6 separate regions of the Mus musculus genome follow, and regions 1, 2, 3, 4 and 6 are each linked to region 5. The links are chromatin contacts, called in public Hi-C, HiChIP or PLAC-seq and promoter capture Hi-C maps. All regions are on one chromosome and are shown on one strand. The core of a region is the stretch at or near the end of the contact, and the rest is flanking DNA. Distances in the headings are between cores, read along the strand shown.

Evidence for each region. A called contact is a pair of places that touch in the nucleus more often than the background predicts. HiChIP or PLAC-seq counts read pairs in DNA pulled down with a chosen protein or histone mark. Capture Hi-C pulls out chosen DNA fragments and counts their contacts.
Region 1: an H3K27ac HiChIP or PLAC-seq map of extraembryonic endoderm stem cells shows a contact between it and region 5, with 8 times the contacts expected there. The contact joins the promoter of Rbbp6 here to the promoter of Usp31 in region 5. A contact is called at or near these places in 3 of 39 promoter capture datasets (embryonic stem cells, liver and pre-B cells), 2 of 484 Hi-C or Micro-C datasets (B cells and adipose-derived mesenchymal stem cells), 3 of 115 datasets of contacts at active chromatin or transcription factors (embryonic stem cells, extraembryonic endoderm stem cells and large pre-B cells) and 1 of 9 other capture datasets (liver).
Region 2: a promoter capture Hi-C map of adipose tissue shows a contact between it and region 5, with 2.8 times the contacts expected there. The contact joins the promoter of Lcmt1 here to the promoter of Usp31 in region 5. A contact is called at or near these places in 1 of 39 promoter capture datasets (pre-B cells), 3 of 484 Hi-C or Micro-C datasets (B cells, CD4 T cells and LSK cells) and 1 of 9 other capture datasets (adipose tissue).
Region 3: a Hi-C map of CD4 T cells shows a contact between it and region 5, with 6 times the contacts expected there. The contact joins the promoter of Tnrc6a here to the promoter of Usp31 in region 5. A contact is called at or near these places in 1 of 484 Hi-C or Micro-C datasets (CD4 T cells) and 1 of 9 other capture datasets (adipose tissue).
Region 4: a contact with region 5 is called in a promoter capture Hi-C map of liver, with 2.3 times the contacts expected there. The contact joins the promoter of Rexo5 here to the promoter of Usp31 in region 5. A contact is called at or near these places in 5 of 39 promoter capture datasets (the 3T3-L1 cell line, liver, neutrophils and 1 more), 1 of 484 Hi-C or Micro-C datasets (CD4 T cells), 1 of 115 datasets of contacts at active chromatin or transcription factors (astrocytes) and 1 of 9 other capture datasets (liver).
Region 6: a contact with region 5 is called in an H3K27ac HiChIP or PLAC-seq map of microglia, with 7 times the contacts expected there. The contact joins the promoter of Pdzd9 here to the promoter of Usp31 in region 5. A contact is called at or near these places in 4 of 39 promoter capture datasets (hippocampal neurons, neutrophils, pre-B cells and 1 more), 2 of 115 datasets of contacts at active chromatin or transcription factors (astrocytes and microglia) and 2 of 9 other capture datasets (adipose tissue and liver).

What each region holds. Positions count from the first base shown.
Region 1 is chr7:122,969,153-122,971,891 of GRCm38.p6, forward strand. It overlaps Rbbp6 (retinoblastoma binding protein 6, ubiquitin ligase), which reads left to right and starts at 1,412. Exons shown (of 18, transcript NM_011247.2): 1 at 1,412-1,975. The coding sequence starts at 1,810. 4930413G21Rik (RIKEN cDNA 4930413G21 gene) reads right to left here and starts at 1,307. Exons shown (of 1, transcript NR_045614.1): 1 at 1-1,307.
Region 2 is chr7:123,376,517-123,379,252 of GRCm38.p6, forward strand. It overlaps Lcmt1 (leucine carboxyl methyltransferase 1), which reads left to right and starts at 1,466. Exons shown (of 11, transcript NM_025304.3): 1 at 1,466-1,739. The coding sequence starts at 1,633.
Region 3 is chr7:123,122,499-123,125,527 of GRCm38.p6, forward strand. It overlaps Tnrc6a (trinucleotide repeat containing 6a), which reads left to right and starts at 1,387. Exons shown (of 24, transcript NM_144925.3): 1 at 1,387-1,834; 2 at 2,170-2,217. The coding sequence starts at 1,830.
Region 4 is chr7:119,792,826-119,795,584 of GRCm38.p6, forward strand. Rexo5 (RNA exonuclease 5) reads left to right here and starts at 1,297. Exons shown (of 20, transcript NM_001370778.1): 1 at 1,297-1,386; 2 at 1,551-1,677. The coding sequence starts at 1,555. It overlaps Eri2 (exoribonuclease 2), which reads right to left and starts at 1,233. Exons shown (of 9, transcript NM_027698.5): 1 at 1,093-1,233. The coding sequence starts at 1,115.
Region 5 is chr7:121,706,183-121,709,066 of GRCm38.p6, forward strand. It overlaps Usp31 (ubiquitin specific peptidase 31), which reads right to left and starts at 1,260. Exons shown (of 16, transcript NM_001033173.2): 1 at 454-1,260. The coding sequence starts at 1,071.
Region 6 is chr7:120,668,873-120,671,911 of GRCm38.p6, forward strand. It overlaps Pdzd9 (PDZ domain containing 9), which reads right to left and starts at 1,471. Exons shown (of 4, transcript NM_001040136.2): 1 at 1,294-1,471. The coding sequence starts at 1,324.

The DNA of each region.
Region 1 (2,739 bases), core at 162-2,661, 1.3 Mb after region 5:
AAGGGACTTTGTAATTTAAAATGGAATGAGGACCCTGCAACCCAGCAAGCATTCCCTTCTTTGAAAACTCGAAAAATGCACGGCTGTTGGCTTTAGGTTTCTATCTTATAAATTGGAGATATTTTTTTGCTGTTGTTTATTTGACATTTATTAGGCCCCCTGTATTGAGGCACAGATATGCCAGGCATGGTCTTAAATATTGAAATATACTCATGGATTTAATTCTTTATTCTCTGACAGCGTCTTTGGGAGAACGGAGTTACTTCCGACCTAGGAGACTGGGCTCCAGAATTTGCAAACATCAGCGGTCAACGCGGTGCCTAGTACAAGGTAAGAGTCGGACACAGCTCTTAAGATGCTGCTGGTGGTGATGATGGTCCATTCTCACCAGCAGCTTTGGAAGAGCTCAGGGTATACAGTCTGTTAGGAGAGGAGTTGGTGAGCAGCCATCACAGTGATGAGACTCGTGCGTGGGTGGAATTCGCGGTTCACCCCCTCCGCACTTTGGGGCCTCCGCCGCTTAAGCGCCCCTTCCAGACCCGCCCGGTGGGACGGTCCGCCTCCCCCTCTCTGCGGACCCACGTAGTTTCTCCTGTTCTCCGCGTAGCCTCAGGTTCCACGCCGCAAGTCACAAAGCGCCGGGTCACGTGGGCGGGCCGGTGCGCTTTGTGACGCAGACGGCCCCGCCCCCGGCCCGCCTATCGGCGCACGCCCAAGCCCCGCCTCGCGTGCGCCGCCCGTGCAGTCCCTGCTTAAGAGACCCCGGAGTGGGGGCGCTCGCCCGAAGCCAGGCCGCGTCCGCCATAGTGCCTGGCGCGGAGGTGTCGTCGGCGCAGGGTGCGGGCCGGAGAGCGCCCGGGGTTGGGGGGGCAGAACAAAAAAAAAATAATAATAATAAAGAGGGAATCCAGCGACGCCCTCGCCGCCGCCCGACCGTTTCCGGGCTTCCCGACGCGGTCGTGGGCTCAGAGGCGACAGGAGCGGGAGCAGCGCGAGGAGCAGCAAGAGGAAGAGTCGGGCAGCCTCGGTGGTGTCCCCGGGGCCAACGAAGCCGCCTTCCGGGGCCCGGGGTGGTGAGGAAGGGCCTCGCGGCCTAGCTGGGCCCCGCACCGGCTTTGTGTCAGGCGGCGGCGGGGGGGAGGCGGAGCCGAACCGGGCGGCCGCTGGAAGGCCTCTCCTCCGCCGACCGCGCGATCTCGGCCTAGGCCGCGGGCCGCTCGTGGCCTCCGGGGAGCAGGCGCCAGGGTGTGTGTGCGGTGGGGGCCTGGGCCTGGGGACGCCGACGCCGGTCGTCCGGAAGCCGGGAGGAGGCGAGAGGCCGCTCGTGGACTCCGGGCCTAGGCCCTCTCCCCGCAACCTTCTCCCGGGGCCTGGGTCACCCCCATCCACGGAGAGAGACTAGCCGGGAGGTGCGGCCGCTATGGACCCCTGACCCCGCGGGGTCATTCGGACTCTAACGTGTGGACTGACCGCTACTGACTGCACCGCCTGCCCCCGTCTCCTGCCGGCCCTTAGCATGAGCGAGTGGGACCCAGCCGGGTGACATTGTGCCGGTTGGCGGATCCTCGATTGCCCCCTTTCCTGTCTTGCTCCTCCCTCATGAAGCGATTCTGAGTACGGGGGGTTCCGGATTATTGTTCTCACGGACCCCCGCTTGTGGTTGGGGGGGTATTTAATCTGAGGCCTTAGGGTCCTTCGTTGTCTTTTGAGTGTTTTGTGTGTGTACATATTTTGCTCTTAAGTTTATAAATATACATATATTGAGAGTGTCCACGTCTCCTCGCTGAACCTTAGGAATCTTTTGCCACAATGTCCTGTGTGCACTATAAATTTTCCTCTAAACTCAACTACGACACCGTCACTTTTGATGGGCTCCATATCTCCCTCTGCGATTTAAAGAAGCAGATTATGGGGAGAGAAAAGCTGAAAGCTGCCGATAGCGATCTGCAGATCACCAACGCACAGACGAAAGAAGGTAAGAGGCACACGGGCCGCAGATATTTATTGGGGGGAGGGGGGGGCGTCAAGGTTGGTATTTTAAGTTTCTTGTTTCAGGCTTGAACTCCATTCTTACCCGTTGTCATACACAGAGTTTCATTGATAGCCAAGGATTGCAGCACCCGACCTTGGAGTTTAACTGGCCTTCTGAATGCTGGGATCTGTCTTACCTAGCAGGCTGGTTTTCAAAATGGGGCCCCACCTCCTCCTTAATTAAAGTTTTTTAAACAGTGGGATTGGGTTGAAAAGAGAAAAGGGTTGCTACCTGAGTCTGTTGGGTGTTTGCCTTGTGGCCTTTCCCTAACTTGTTTTTCCATCAGGAGAGGAAAGCCTGTGTAAGGTTTCCTATTGGTTAAAGCAGCAGTAGATATAACTTGTTGGCTAATCTAGCAGCGTTTTGAAGCTGATAGCAATTGTCCACTGGCCTTTTATTTATTTATACGGGGTTGCTTGTAGAAAAGGTATTTTTGAGGATTTAGTTAGTGCTGGAATTGGTTTTGTATTTAAAAAAATGTTCTGAGGTGAACACTCTGAGGTGTAATTCCAGAATTAGTGATATTTACTCAAAAGTTATATTCTGTAGCCCAGACTGGCCTCCAACCCCAACAACCCCTTTTGAGCTTCCCAAGTGTGGGGAATGCAGGTGTTAGACCACACTTAACTGTTAAGCAGTTCAGAAAAGTTTCAAAGTGCAAGGCCCTGGGCTCTTCATCCGACACCACCAAAATATATGTGTGTGTG
Region 2 (2,736 bases), core at 216-2,715, 1.7 Mb after region 5:
CAAGATTAGCTTCAACGACACTTCAGAACTCCAGTTATTCCTTTCGCCATCTCTCCCTGAAGTATCAGTGGTTACTTGTGTCTCCAGTGAATAATAAATAAAACAAAATATATGAACATATATAGGTTGATTTGCTGTTTTCTTTTTTAAGGAATTGAGTCAGTATGTAGCTCAGTTGGTAGAATATTTTCTAGATTGCACTAAACTCAGGGTTTGAGCCTCAATAGTGTACAAATTACATGTGGTTACACATACCTACAATCCCAGCACTGGAGACGTGTAGGCACCAGAAGTTCAAGGTCATTGAATTAGAAGTTCAAGGTCATTTTTGGCTACACAGTGAGTTAAAGGCCAGGCTTCATTATAGGAGAACTCATCTAGTTTTTCTTTTTTTAATTTGAAATATAGTCTTGCTATATTATCCAGGCTGACCTCCAACACTAGGCTCAAAGGATCCTATTGCTCTCGCTTCCCAAACATTCTCTCTCTCTCTTCCTCTCTCTCTCTCTCTCTCTCTCTCTCTCTCTCTCTCTCTGTGTGTGTGTGTGTGTGTGTGTGTGTGTGTTTCTGAGCTCAGATCCAAAAACCCTGGAAAGGGTGGGCAAGTGTTTATCACTGCCCTATCGCCACAGAATTTTTATGGGTATGATTTAGACTTCTTAAAGCTAGAGCTTATCCCTTCCTCTCTCCCAAACAACAAACAAAATAGAAAATAACCCTTCAATTTTATTTAGAGTTTTATAGTGATCCATTATGGAATACCTGTAAAGTACACTGCACACGCACAATTATGAAACATATTTACTCATTTGAGAAACTGTCCTCCCTCTGTCCTTTCACTGGTTTCTCTTCCCCCACCTTCCCCATTCATGTCACCTAAACCTTGATTTCTATTCACTTGTTCCTCAGTCCCGCAGACTATTTTGATTACATCTGTTGATTCTGAAACAGAGTTCAAGAAATTTTGTAGCCCCATCCCCAATTTACTCTCATGGTTACAAAGTTTTCCATTTTGTTCTTCACAACTCTCTCTTTCACAACTTTTTCCCCCTTTTCTTTCTGAGAACCCTACTCCCAGGCGAGCGCTCTGAGCTATGTTCCTAGTCACTTCCTAACATCTCAAAGGCATTGATTAGCACAGGACCTGACACAGTGTTGACTCCCCGACTAGAAGTTTGTTACAGTGTTGAATGATCTAAATGGAGACAGAAAGTTAATACATTAAACTTGCTTCTTTTGGGTGGACTCTCTGCCCTTCAGCCCTGAATTGACTGTGTTTGTAAGTTACTGAGCGACAAGAAGCCACTAAGACTACATTTCCCAAAAAGGATTGCGGCGCCACCAGCATGTCCGGGCTCTCTAGAAACTTCCGGGTTGTGCGGGCGGAGCCTAAAGAATCCTCCAATGGTCTGACTGGACGAGGAACTTGGTCCGACAAACGTCATGTCCCGGGAGCCAGTCAGCTGAAAGGTGGGTGGGCGGTGCGGGGGCGGCGTCACTGAGCAGCGCCCGCCTATCGCGCCTTATCTTTGCAGCTTTAGTCGGTGCCTGTTTCTTGCCTCTTTCCCCCACTGCTCGTTTCCCCGTTTCCATGTCCCTGGTGGGTGCCGCACCCCAGAACATCCCACGCACATGGCCTCCAGCTCGAGGGAGTCCTCGTTCTCTTCCTGCTCGTCGAGCTGTGACTTGGACGACGAGGGAGTGCGCGGCACCTGCGAAGATGCTTCTCTCTGCAAGAGGTGCCTGGGGGCGCTGGGTTTGGGATGGGAGCTGGTGTCCCGAGCCTAGGTGGCTAGAGGGCCACTGACCAAGGCATACGCTAGGACACTGGGAAGGGGCTGTCGCACTCATCTGGAGCGGCCCTGGCTTCACACCTGGGAAGTGCACGGAGCAGGGAGAGGTTCATTTAAGTCACAATTAACGAGTGTGTGTGAACCCGGGGTACCACGACTGGGAGTAAGGCTCTGAACAAAGCTTGCAAGATCTTAGCCTTCAGGAAAGACAGGGTGTGTTGCAAGTAATAACTACAGCTTTGCTGGGTTAGAAAAGGAACTTTGCTTGGTAGGTTACAATCCTGTTGAAATTGGTCATTATTCCCCATTGTGCAGCTGAAGCTCAAGTCTATGAGGGAGGGGTAGATTGCAGGTCCCAGCACCCGCAGTGTTTGTAGAATCAGCACTATACATAGGTCACAGTATTTATGGAGTTGTAGTAGGTGGTGGTGGTGGGTCTTGTCAGTGCACAAGAAAACATAAAGCTTGCATGTCCTTCATTCCTGCAACAAAGCTATTGAGACAGTACACTGTGCCTTACTTTGAGCTAATTGGTAGGGTTTGCTTTCAGTGATTGCAAATACTTAAAGGAGCAAAACAGACATGGTGTTGACATACTAGACTCACAGCCTCGTTGGGAGGAGCAGTAAACTCATACTTTAGTGTTGGGCTCTTGGAGATGTCTTTAGAGTTTGAAATTTATCCAGGGATGTTTAAACTGGCAAGAAAAAGCCTGAGACAGGGAAGTAGGACAATGTTCAGAACTAGGGACGAGTGTGGGCTTTGGAACAATTAGGACAATGCCCTGGAGAGAGGCGTGGGCTGGGGGCCAGAGAGGTGTTATAGTGTGGGGAATACAAGTTTTGGAATGAAGTGTTGCACTCTTTGTAGGGTCTTAGAAACTAAGCAATGGGATTTAAAGCATCAGTCCTGGAGCCAGACTGCCTAAGCTATATAAACTTGG
Region 3 (3,029 bases), core at 137-2,636, 1.4 Mb after region 5:
ATAGAGTTGCCTACAGCAATTTGATGGGGGCATTTTCTCAGATGACTCCATCTTGTATCAGTTTAACAAAGAACCTAACCAAAGTTGATCCTGTGTGTGTGTGTGTGTGTGTGTGTGTGTGTGTGTGTGTGTGTGTTATAGATCACTAGAACTCAGGAGAGAGAGATAGGCAGATTTCTGAGTTTGAGTCCAGTCTGGCCTACATAGGCTAGCCAAGGATATAGAGTAAGACCCCCATCTCAAATAAATTAAAATGTAAAAATTACTAGCATTTATTTGTTATTCTTCATTTTGCAATTTGTAATTTTTTTCCAAAAAATGTTTATAGGGTGTTCATAAAATTAAGAACACCAAAAGAAGAAAAATGCAAAACAGACGTTAACATGCTGGCTAGTTCCTTTCTGGGCATTCATCCACTCATTAGCTAACTACAACACACATTTCTCCTAGAGCAGAAGCAGACAATCACAGAGCTTGTTTCATGGGAGAGACTGGAGCAGGTTTAAACCAGTTAAAGGACTTAGAATAGAAAAGGGCAAAAGAAGGTTGTCTGCAGAGCGAGTTTTCTGAGAAAGTAAAAGGGAGTAGATTTTAAGTAGAGGAGAAATGTGCAGATTACTAGCATTATATGCACCGAATATGTATGTACCTATGTGCATTATAATATCTTAATGCATTATATTGCAGCATCCCCCTTTGGGTATGTATCTTATTGTATTTACAATCAGGTATGTGTCTATATTGTAATTTAAGAAAATAATTGTAATAATTGTATCTTCATGTATTATATTACTGTATCTTATTTTATCTACATGTAGACTTACATACTTTACCTACAGACATGTATCTTACAGTGTTCACATGTAAGAATTTTTGGGTGTTCACATGTCTTTCTGAGAACTAGTATGGCATCTGCGTTTCCATTCTTTTATTGTAACCAAGACCCCAGGTATTGCAAGTAGCTGCGTTTAATGCCACCTCATAGCATTAGATGTCGTAGCTGGCTACAGTTATTCAACCTTTCCTGTGCATTTGAGTTAATATCTTGATTGTGAAGTACTTAAAAGTGATACCCAAATGGTTATTTCTTGAGCAGAGAAATTCGTGCAAGTGGAATTGCTGAGTCAAGGGTGTGTAAAAATTTGAGGCACAAAAATAAAAAAAATGAAACTTCTGGGATGCATTCTTCACCTGGGAAGAGGCACAAATCGAGAGGTTAAATAAATGTGGCTGAAGGTCAAAAGTAATTAGATGTGGGTGAATTTAAAAAACGGCGCGGGCTAGTCTGGCAGCGGCAGGGGTGGAATTTGCGGTTTGCTGGATTTTTTTTTTTTTTTTTTTTTTAAAGGCGTGTTTCTGTAAGGGAGGGGCCGGGCCGAGGGGAAGGAAACTTGTGTCGCAGTAAAGAAGGAGGAGGGGATGGTCCGAGGCAAGCCCGAGCCAGCCTCGGCGAAAAAGGCCGCGCTCCGCTCTTGCCAGGCCCCAGAGCCGCTCGTGGGGAACCTCGGAGTTCCCCGACAGCTCCGGCGAAGTCCTGGACGCGTCAGACAGTTGTCAAGTGGCTGCCTCGTCCGGCAGGCCTAGTTGCTAGGACCTCCATCTTGGGGCTCCCGGGCCACGGCGCCCCCGGAAGGGGTTGCGAGTGGGGCATTCACTTCCGGTCTGGGGCCTGCGGCGGCAGCGGTGGCGGCGGCGGCGGCGGCGGCAGCGGGACGGTGTAGAAAATGGCGCTGGTGCAGCGGCTCGGGCCTGTCCCCGCGGCGCTGCGGAGGGCTTGAGGCTCGCGAGCCTCGTTCCCCGCGCCTCACGCGCTAGTGCACTTTACACACATGAGGTGAGCGGACCGGAGGGGAGGCTCGCTCGGGGGGCCAGGAGCCAGCCTCCGGCGCTGCCGCAGGACCCCCTCGGGCTGATGGGCGGCGGCGCGGGGCAGTCCCCGGGGGGACGCGGGCGTGGGCGGGAGTCCCGGGCGGTCCGGGAAGCTTGGTCCGGCGCGGGCTACGGCTCTGGGCTCGGTCGCCCTGGGCTCGGCGGCCCGCAGCGCTGCAGCCCGCAGCCCCGCCCCTCCCCCACCGCGCGGGCGCTCTGCCGCAGCAGCTCCGTTTTCACGCGCATCCCCTCCCCCCGTTTTTTTTTTTTTTTTGTGTTTGTTTTTGTTTGCTATTTCAGAGAATTGGAAGCTAAAGCTACCAAAGACGTAGAGAGAAATCTTAGCAGGTAAGATGGGCGAGCCTTCGGTCTCCCGCCCCTTTATAATCGTGTGTTTCCACTCTGCTTCGCTCTTCCTGGGTTTACGGACCCCCCCCCCCCAACCTCCACCCCCACCCCCCAACCCCGTGTCATTTGCTTTCGCACTCACGGAACAGACATTCGGGAGAAACGGCCTCAGGGAATATTGCATGGGGGGGGCATTGCAGGGAGACGCGTAATTACGAGTGTGTTCGTTCTTAAAAAGAAAAGCAAAAGGCAGTTCTTGTAAACTTAGTTAAAGCATTCTCACCCTTTTAGAATTTAATTAGGGGACTTGTGCATTAATTACTATTGTAAATGGTTGCAGGCATTGTGTGACTCATGATTGAGGCGGCCCTTATGGCGGGCTGTCAAACTGTTTTGGCTTCCCCGTTATTACTTTGTAGCTAAATTGTTGCCTTTATAAAAAGATACTATGTGTTCACATTTTTTCCTCTCTGTCTCTGCACATTGTAGTCAGGCGGATTCTGTTGCATTGGAAACAGTTTTGTCCTTGAACTTCATGAAGCATAAACTGCGTTTTGTTTTCCTTTGAAACTACATTTTAGTCTGTGTTCAGTGTGTGCTCTTTTTATCAGTTGGGAAAGTAATTAAAAATTGTTACCAGTAAGTGATTATCACTTCTGCTGGGTCTGAGTGCTTTTGCACTGGTAACTGGTAAGCATCAAATACTACCTCAAAAGAGAAGTGGGGTTTTTTTTTGTTTGTTTGTTTGGTTAGGTTTTGTTTGTTTGTTTGTTTTTTTGTCTCCTACCCCGAAGTAATGCATTTCTGGAAAA
Region 4 (2,759 bases), core at 47-2,546, 1.9 Mb before region 5:
GGGCTTCACAAACACTACTCTTACCTGTTCACGTTTTATAGTAGTACCGAGGAATTGACTATAAAGATGTATTTTTCAAGCCTTTGCTATGTACCAAGGGGATGATGCCTGTGCTTAAACTCTAAAAATGGAGGGGAGAAAGATTACCAGAGTACTACTGAAAGGTAATCTATGATTAAAAACAAAAACAAAAACAAAACAAACAAACCTCCCAACAGCAATACACTGCAGTCCAAAGAAGGGAAGATCCCAAATGATGACGAATACAACTTTAAGTAGACAGACACCTGGAATAGTTATTTTGGCTATTTGAAAAAGACAAGACGTGAGGCCAATGTAGGGATTTGGAATGAAAAACTAACATTTACTAGTCACTTCTTCAGCAAATATTTAATTAGGATGGTGACTTCTTTTAAACAATTCTAGGTGGTAGACATGTCTGCAACCTGTATTTTATGCAAGAGAAAAGTAAATGATTTGCCTAAAGATGGCCATAGTATGTTAACCTTTGACAGGACTTTTCACGCTTGAATCCTATGCTATTCATTAATACATCAGATAGGGGTTTTGTTTTGAATCTGGTTTTGTTGTTGTTTTGAGACAGTCTCACTATTTAGCCATCGCCTGCTTGAACATCACCATGAGGACCAGGCTGGCCTCCAACTTTCCATGCTGGTATTGTAGGTCCATTCCACTATGCCTGGTAAGTTTGATACTGTGTCCACAATCTCAACAAATGTGTACAACGCATCCAAAAATCTGTGCACAGCATATTCCCCCCCACCCCCCCCCAAAAAACCTGAGAGAGTCTGTGGTAATTCTGACAATAAAACTGGACTAGGCAGGTCACTTGGGCGCAGTGGCACCTGCCTGAGAACAGTGTGCAGAGCTGTCACGTTCCAGGTCCCAGGGGTCTAGAATGAACAGACCTGATAGAGCATGCCACGGTAGGGAGGACCCGGGGTTTCTCGGGCTCCTCCAACTTGTCGCGAATGGCGACGTGGGGCCCGAGAAGACCAGGGCCCTTTTCAGATCCAGACCAAACGACTGCGGATGAACACCGCCCACCCTAAGGGGAACCCCCTAACGTACCGCGCCAGTCTCTTGGTCGCCATCCCCGGACCCTGGGTTTCGCAGAGTTCAACGGCCGGAAGTCGGACGCCCCCACTTCCGGTCTGTTTAAACGCCGGCGCGGCAAGGGAAGCGGGCGCTTGTAGAGCGGCGGCGGCCGTCGCCAGCGGTTTGTGGGCGTTGCATAGGGGGCGGTTCGGGACCCGGGGGCGTGGACAGAGGCTTGAGGACCGGGAGCCCCTCGCTCTGCGCACGACGCGCCTCAGGGAGCGCTTTAAACTTCGCGACGGCTTAAATTGAGGAAAGGAGGCGTAGGTCTGTGGCCTTTTTTGCGAGGGCCAAGAGTGGTAAACTGGTTTGAGCCGCTTCAAGAGACAAACCAACCGTCACTCCTGTCTAGCGCTTTGCTGGAGAGAGGCCGCGACACGGTTTCCTGGTCGCCGCGGGGTCCTCAGCTCCAGCTGATCTTTCCCCTACAGCCTGATGGAGCAAGAGAAGGAGGAGGCGAACTCCAGGAAGAGGAAGGAGGCCCCGAACTCCTCGGCCTCGGCTACAGAGCGGGATGGACCTCCTTCGCATATTCAGGACCGCGAGCCACAAGCCAAGGTGAGCAGAGGAGAGAGCCCAGCAGGCTGGCCCGAAGTCACTTGTGGCTGGGAGTCACTTTCGCCAGCACCCGAAGGGTCCCTGCCGAAGGGTAAGGGCTCACCCACTGACCTCACTCAACTCTGCTCCCTTGGTTGTACCACCTCGTCCAGGCTCTCTCCATAGTTTAAAACTGACTTAGTGTCTGGTACACAGAATATTCATTTAACAAACATTTATTAAGATCCGTATAACAAAATATTTCAGGAATATCCATGCACACCTAAACAGGATTCTCTTGTTTTTATACAATATTTATGAAGAAGTAAAAATGAATGGTCATTTTGATGGGGAATTTATCCTGGGGAAATGATTAGATGGAGGAATGATACCAGTAATAAGAATGTTTGCCCTAGTATTTGTATTTTTAAATGTTTCATCGAAAAGAGAATTTTAAATATAAAATTTTCATTACATATTTAAAAATGCACTTAGCCTGAACCATTTTCTCATGTTAAAGTTGTGGTTATATAACTGACTGATAGGGAAAAATATAGATTAGGGTGGGGATGGTTAGAAAGCAGATGGATGTTTGTAAAGTCCCCTGGGTTGGAAACGGTAGTCCAGAGATTAAAAAGCTTGATCTTCGGAGGCTGCATTCCCGCTGTGGCTTTTAAACCTCTTTCTTCATTTCTTTGTTGTAAAATGGGAGTATGGTGATCCCCACTTAAAAGTTCTAAGAAATGATGTAGTACAAAGAAATTTCTCAAAACTGTGTGGCTAAGAGTCAGCAGTGTGGCTCAGTAATAGAGGACTTGCCTTGCATGTGCCCAGAATTCAGTCCCTAGAACAGAAACTCAAAAAAGTGGTTAATAGTAAATACCTAACCTTAGCTCAAGGCCATTGTATAAGTTAGGGTCTCTATTGCTGTGATAAAACACCATGACCTCATAACCAAAATCATCTTGTCTAGGGATGGGTTTATCTCAGCTCTCATAGCCAGATCACAGTCCTATTCACAATTCTTCACTAGAATTCAGGTCAAGAGCCAGGAGGCAGTAACTGATACAGAGGCCAGGAAGGGAGGAGGACTGCCTACCACT
Region 5 (2,884 bases), core at 10-2,509:
AAAGCACTTTATGTATCACACTGAACCCGCTAGAAGTGCCCAAACTGGGTAATCTCGCTGTCCAACGTAACCTGTCAACTTGCTAAACGTAAGTACCAGGTAAACGGGAGCATAAAGAGGCTCAGTGGTTTACTACTTAAGAAGCAGAAGCCGGATTCGAACCCAGATGGATAGATACTCTCCCACCAATACCCGCTCCAAAGATTGAAGTTCCATGAAGGCAGGGTCTTGGTCCTGGCAACATCCATCCCCAAGGCGGATCACAGGACCTGGCGCCCATGTTCTGGCGCTCGGAAGCCAAGCTGGCTGGATGAATGGTGGGAGGAATGCGTTCCTTTGTCATCTGGGTTATCTTCCAGAACTCTCTGAGCATCCAGCGCAGAAATCCTCCCGGCCCGAAGAGGAGGAGCCCAAGAAGCGCCCGAGCTCCAAGGCCCCCCGCCCCGGGCTCACCTTGAAGTCGCGGCTGTGTTGCGGGGTGTACTCCAGCGTCCAGAGCGCCCGCACCAGATGCGCCAGCTGCTCGGTGACCTCGCCCTGGCCGTGCGGCCCGCGGCCCGCCGGCTGCTCCGACTCCGGCTCTGGCTCCGGTCGGCCCGCCCGGTACTGGCCCAGAGCCAGGTACTCGGCGAAGAGCTCGGTGTTACTGAGGCACTGCAGCGTGGCGTTCATGAAGCACGTGTTGCCGTGGTTGCGGAGCCCCGCCACGCCGGGCACCGGCTCCGAGGCGCAGGCGGGAGGCGCGGGCGAGGCGGGCGGCGGCGGGCACGGCGGCGGCGTGGGCGCGGAGGCCGGCCCGGGCGGGAAGCAGCTGCGGAGGCCGCCGCGGTCCGGGGCGGCGCCCTCGGAGCTGAGGTGCGAGAGCGTGGACAGCGTCTTGAGGACGCGGCTCATGAAACTGCCCACCGAGCGCGCCGACGACGGCGACGAGGGCGCGGCCGGCCCGGGGCCGCCAGCGCCGCCGCCGCCCCCCGCGCGGCCACTCCGGAACAGCCGCTTGCTGAACGAGCGCTTCTCCTTCCCGCCCGCCGCCACCGGCGGCCCGGGCCCGGGCGCCGTTACCTTGGACATGGCGGCGGTTGCCGACGCTCATCACCGCGCCAGTCCGCCCGGACCGCGACTCCGCCACGGCCGCCGCCGCATCCCGCCGCCTGCGCCTCACCCGGCCCGGGGGGCTTCACGCCCTACACCACCTCAGAGCGCCGCGGAGAGAGCGAGCAAGAGAGCGGCGACCGAGGGGCGCGCGTGCGTCGCGCGGCCGCCCAAGTGGGCAGCTCACGTGACTCGCTGGCATCGCAGCCCCGCCCCGCACTGAAGCTGCGAGGCCGCCATATTGACTGTGGGAACAGCTCTCTCCCTGAACCCTGATTCAAGGACTCCCTCGGCTTAGGGCGTGGTTCTGCGTGTTGAAGCTCAAGACTGGCCATGTTTAGTATGGGCACGGTCCTAAACGTTAGGGCAGGCGCTGGATGGTGGATTTTAGGGGTGGGTCTCTGTCTTTGCTTGTCAAATAGAAAAGATCTAGAGAAAGTACTGAAATCAAGCTGCCACGTACCAGGTGGCAGAGGAGCTGATAGATACAGCTTTGTCTTGTCCCAGGCGGGTTAACTCAGCCTGGCTCCCGAGGGACTGCCGCGTACCCACCCGAACGTGGTCACGGAGCTGGCACATTCTGGTGGGCTTTTCTTTCAGGATGTACCTTGAGGTCTCAGCAAAGTAATATTATTAGAATTGCCTTGCTGAAAAGTTTTGTAAAATACAGCCTTTAAATCCTCTGAGCTCTCCCTTTAATCACTCAATAAACTGAGCATTTGCTCATTCATTCATTCAATCATTCATTCATCCATCCATTCATTCAGTAAATATAGCAACTGAACACTTGCTGTTTGCCAAATACTGTACTAAACTCTAAGGATACGACAAGACTGAAACTAACTGAGTTTCTGCTTGCCTTCCTATAGTGTACACTCTCAGTAGGTATTCATTCATGATTACCTCTGTATTCCACACACTATGCCAATCATGGAATACCTTCCTTGGTTTTCAGTTCAGTGCCTTTGACATCTCATTTAAACCCAAGTTTGGCTCAAAGACTTAACCTTTAAACCAAGGGTCACAGATGCACTACTATCGCAGAGGCTAGATAGGTCATAGCAATGAACAAAGAATCCTGGTGAGGGGTCGGTCATCTGCTGATCAGGTCATACTTCACATATCTTGGGAATACAAGAAATGTTGTGGACAGCGGCAACCTGCTAATTAACATTCTTCTAAAGAGATGGCTTTCGCTCACCTCCAGTCAGTTGTTCCCATGTGAGAATGAGGGCTTAGTGTTGCCAGATCAGCTGATTTTTAGAGAAAAGGTGGAAATTCTATTTTTAAATGTTGGTTCAATTTTTTTTAAAGGAAAAAAAACTGCATGGGAGAACAGCGTGCATTAAGGCTGCCTACTACTCAAAATCCACTGGTTTCTGACCTTCTCTTTGTATGTTCTCTTTGCTAAGAGATGAGCCTGAGCCCTGGTTACTGCAAAAAACAGATAATGGGAAAGAAAGCCCATAACATTTTAAAGATAGAAAGGCCACCCTACACCCATCTCAAAGCAAATAGTTTTGGCCTCTAGATTTCTACTCAATACTAAATATGGTATCCTGTAATGATGCTCTTGGTTTGCTCTGAATAGGCTCAAATCCCCTCCACTTCTACCTCCTAATTAAAACATCCATCTTAGCTGTACCTTGGGCTCCTTGTAGCATCAGAAAGAATGCCACTAGATCACAATAGAAACTGAAGCCTGTGGCCCTCCACCTTTGCACACATGCTTGCTGCTTCTAACGACTTGATCCCAGCTGTGAACCTTTACCCAAGCTGATCCATCTGCTCC
Region 6 (3,039 bases), core at 221-2,720, 1.0 Mb before region 5:
GTGGCTCTTACAGACTCATAGAAGACACAGCTGTCAGTCAGCCAGGTAAACACAAATTGGATGCTAAATAGAAAGGTCCAGAGAGCTCTGAACACAACAGGGACCTAAATTTCACATAGGGACAGGGACCAGCTTTCCCTGAAGGAGTAAATATGAATCAGAGTCAAAGTACCAACCAGCGGGGTAGAAGGGTCTAAGGCAAGAGGAAACCAGCCTTCGTGGGGCTGCCTGGAGCAGCATTGGCAGGTGGGGGAGGCCCACGGCCCGGCGATGGGCTGCTATCCAGGTCTACCTTAAGGAAATCTTGGAAGCAATTTAAGCTGGACATGATCTCAGGTTGTCATGGTTTTGAATAAAATCACCATCCTGGCTGCTGTGTGGAGCCCAGAATGGAGAGAAGAAGTAAAAGCAGACTGCAGTCCCTCAAGCATCTCACAGCCTGGCAGTAGAAATGGGCAGTGGTGGAACCACACAGCATCTGGGAGGAAAGACAGCATTCTGTACCACACGCAGCTCCTTCTGCAAGGGCTAGTGATGCTCTGAGATTCGCCAGGCCTCGGCCGAGTCTGTGTGTCTGGGGCATTTCCAGGATCACTGTTAAGATGGGCTTCTCAGCTTCCCGTGTCCAGTGGTAGGGACTCAAGAGGCTCACGGCAGTTCTCAAAGCAGATACCTTTGTTGGATAACTCCAACAACCTCAGTTGGAGAACTGAAGCTTACAAGTTAAATGTACTTATTAAGTAATCTTATTTCAAACAAACAAACAAACAAAATAGCAGTGGGATGGATGAGACGGCTCATCTGGTTAAGGCAGTCAAGCTGGACAAACTGACTTCAGTCCCCGGGGCTCACACGGTAGGAAGAGAGGACTCACACAAGGTCTCCCCGAAACCCCATACACCCAACAAAATATCATTTTAAAAGTTTAAAGAGAGAAGAGTGAAAGAACTAACTCAAAAATATCTTTACACATGGTTCCATGTTTAGTCACTGTCCATGGAAAAACTTCTAGAAAACAACAAAGCTACAAGAAATGGGGGTGAATAAAGGGCGATTAAGGGGAGTGAACATGTTCTCTTGTTTGAGTGTGGTAGTGGTCAAGAGTATTACATACTTGTGGAAACTCATAGAGCTGTCCACTAAAAAAGAACATCGCACTGCATGCAAAGTTATATCTCCAACAAACAATGGTGAGAGACTCCGACGTGTGGCTGACTGCCCATTTTACAGGAAAGGCAAATCTAGGAAGGCTTGGAACCCAAGGCATCACCCTCGTCCTGTTTCCCCGTTTACCATTTTTGCTTTTGAGAGAGCCCTTTTCCATTGCTCAGAGCAGGGCTCTCTTGATCCTCCCAAAGCCTAGGCTGGAATCTGTCCCAACTTCCAACAGTTTGGAATCCTCGAGACCCCAGATGAGGACCTCAGGCCACGGGGAATCCTCGATCCGTCCATCTCTTCGAATGGCCACCAGGGGGCGCTGCAAGGCTGCTTCCCAGATTTTGGGCAGCCCCGTAGTTGCCACACGGCTTCAGTAGACCCTGGAAAATGTGGCAAGAGTGAAAACTACTCCAATGTAGAGTATGAAAATTATATGGAAAACTTTTTTTCTGCAGGAATGAGCAGAGTGCCAGCTTCACACAAGCCTCTTCATTCATTGTGGGAAAACACTGGAGACAGAGTGAGAGTATAGAGGGGAGAGGGCCTCCATATGTGAGCAACAAGGCTGGGAGACTATAGAAGATCCCGGAATCCCCTGAATGGTGGTATTCAAACGTTGTTACATCAACAGCTCTAACTGCCGTGCCAGTGTACTTTACTCATGTGTGTTCTACATGAGAAAGGGCCAAGAATGGCCTGAAAACAGTGAGTCACTATTAGAGACAGATTATTGCTTCCTTTCATTTCCTAAAAATAATTCCTCCTCCCCCACAATTCACTCATACAACAAAAATCCACTGGAAGCCACGGTGTGGCTTGCGGGGATGCTGAGGACAGGAAAGTAGACGAGATGGACAGAAACTTTACCCTCCTGGAAACTGAATTTCCTTTTTTTTTTTTTTTTTTTTTAATCCCCCACTCCCCACAAGACTGTGTGTAATCTGTGTAGCCCTGGCTGTCCTGGAACTCACTCTGTAGACCAGGCCTCTACTGCCTCTGCCTGCCAAGTGCTGGGGTTAAAGGCACAAGACACCACTGCCTGGCTAGAACTTTTCTTTCTCTCCTTCTGCCCTCCTCTTCTTCCTCTCTTCCTCCTTCCTCTCCTCTTCCTCCCCCTCTTCTTCTTTGAGACATGGTTTTGTGTTTTGTTTTGTTTTGTTTTGTTTTGTTTTAATGTATCATTGGCTGTCCTGAAACTCAAACTCATAGAGATCCACCTGCCTCTGTCTCTAAAGTGCTGGATTAAAGGCTTGTGCCAGCATTGACCAGCTTGGAAATTGTATTTTTAACATAGATGAAGGAGAGAATTTTAGGAAAGTACAGATTATGGAAGACAAATTTTAGAAGATAAAATAGTATAATGAAGCGGATCACCACTCTGATGGAGGAAAAAATTAACCACCTTGCCCTGGGGCACTCTGTCCTGTAACAAATGGTTACCAAACACCTATTGAAAGTCTGGTGCTGTGCCAAGACTTTTAGGGTGAGCCTGGGTAGGTCTCAGCTTAGTCTTCTGTTTCTCTAGCTCTGCCCAAACAATAAACCAGGACGGATTTTCATTGGCTATACCCCTTCCTGCAGGGTTTTGTGCAAAGGGAACCTCCTGCTGCATTTCTTCTGATAGACCACCCTTTTCTTTTTCCAGTTTGGCTGGAATCCATTCAGGTGCCAAGTATATTTTGTCACAAAGTGCACCCTTTATCTCCATCTTCCTGCCAGGAGAGAGTGATTAGAAATGTGGGAATAGGGCTGGTGAGATGGCTCAGTGGGTAAGAGCACCCGACTGCTCTTCCGAAGGTCCGGAGTTCAAATCCCAGCAACCACATGGTGGCTCACAACCATCCGTAATGAGATCTGACTCCCTCTTCTGGAGTGTCTGAA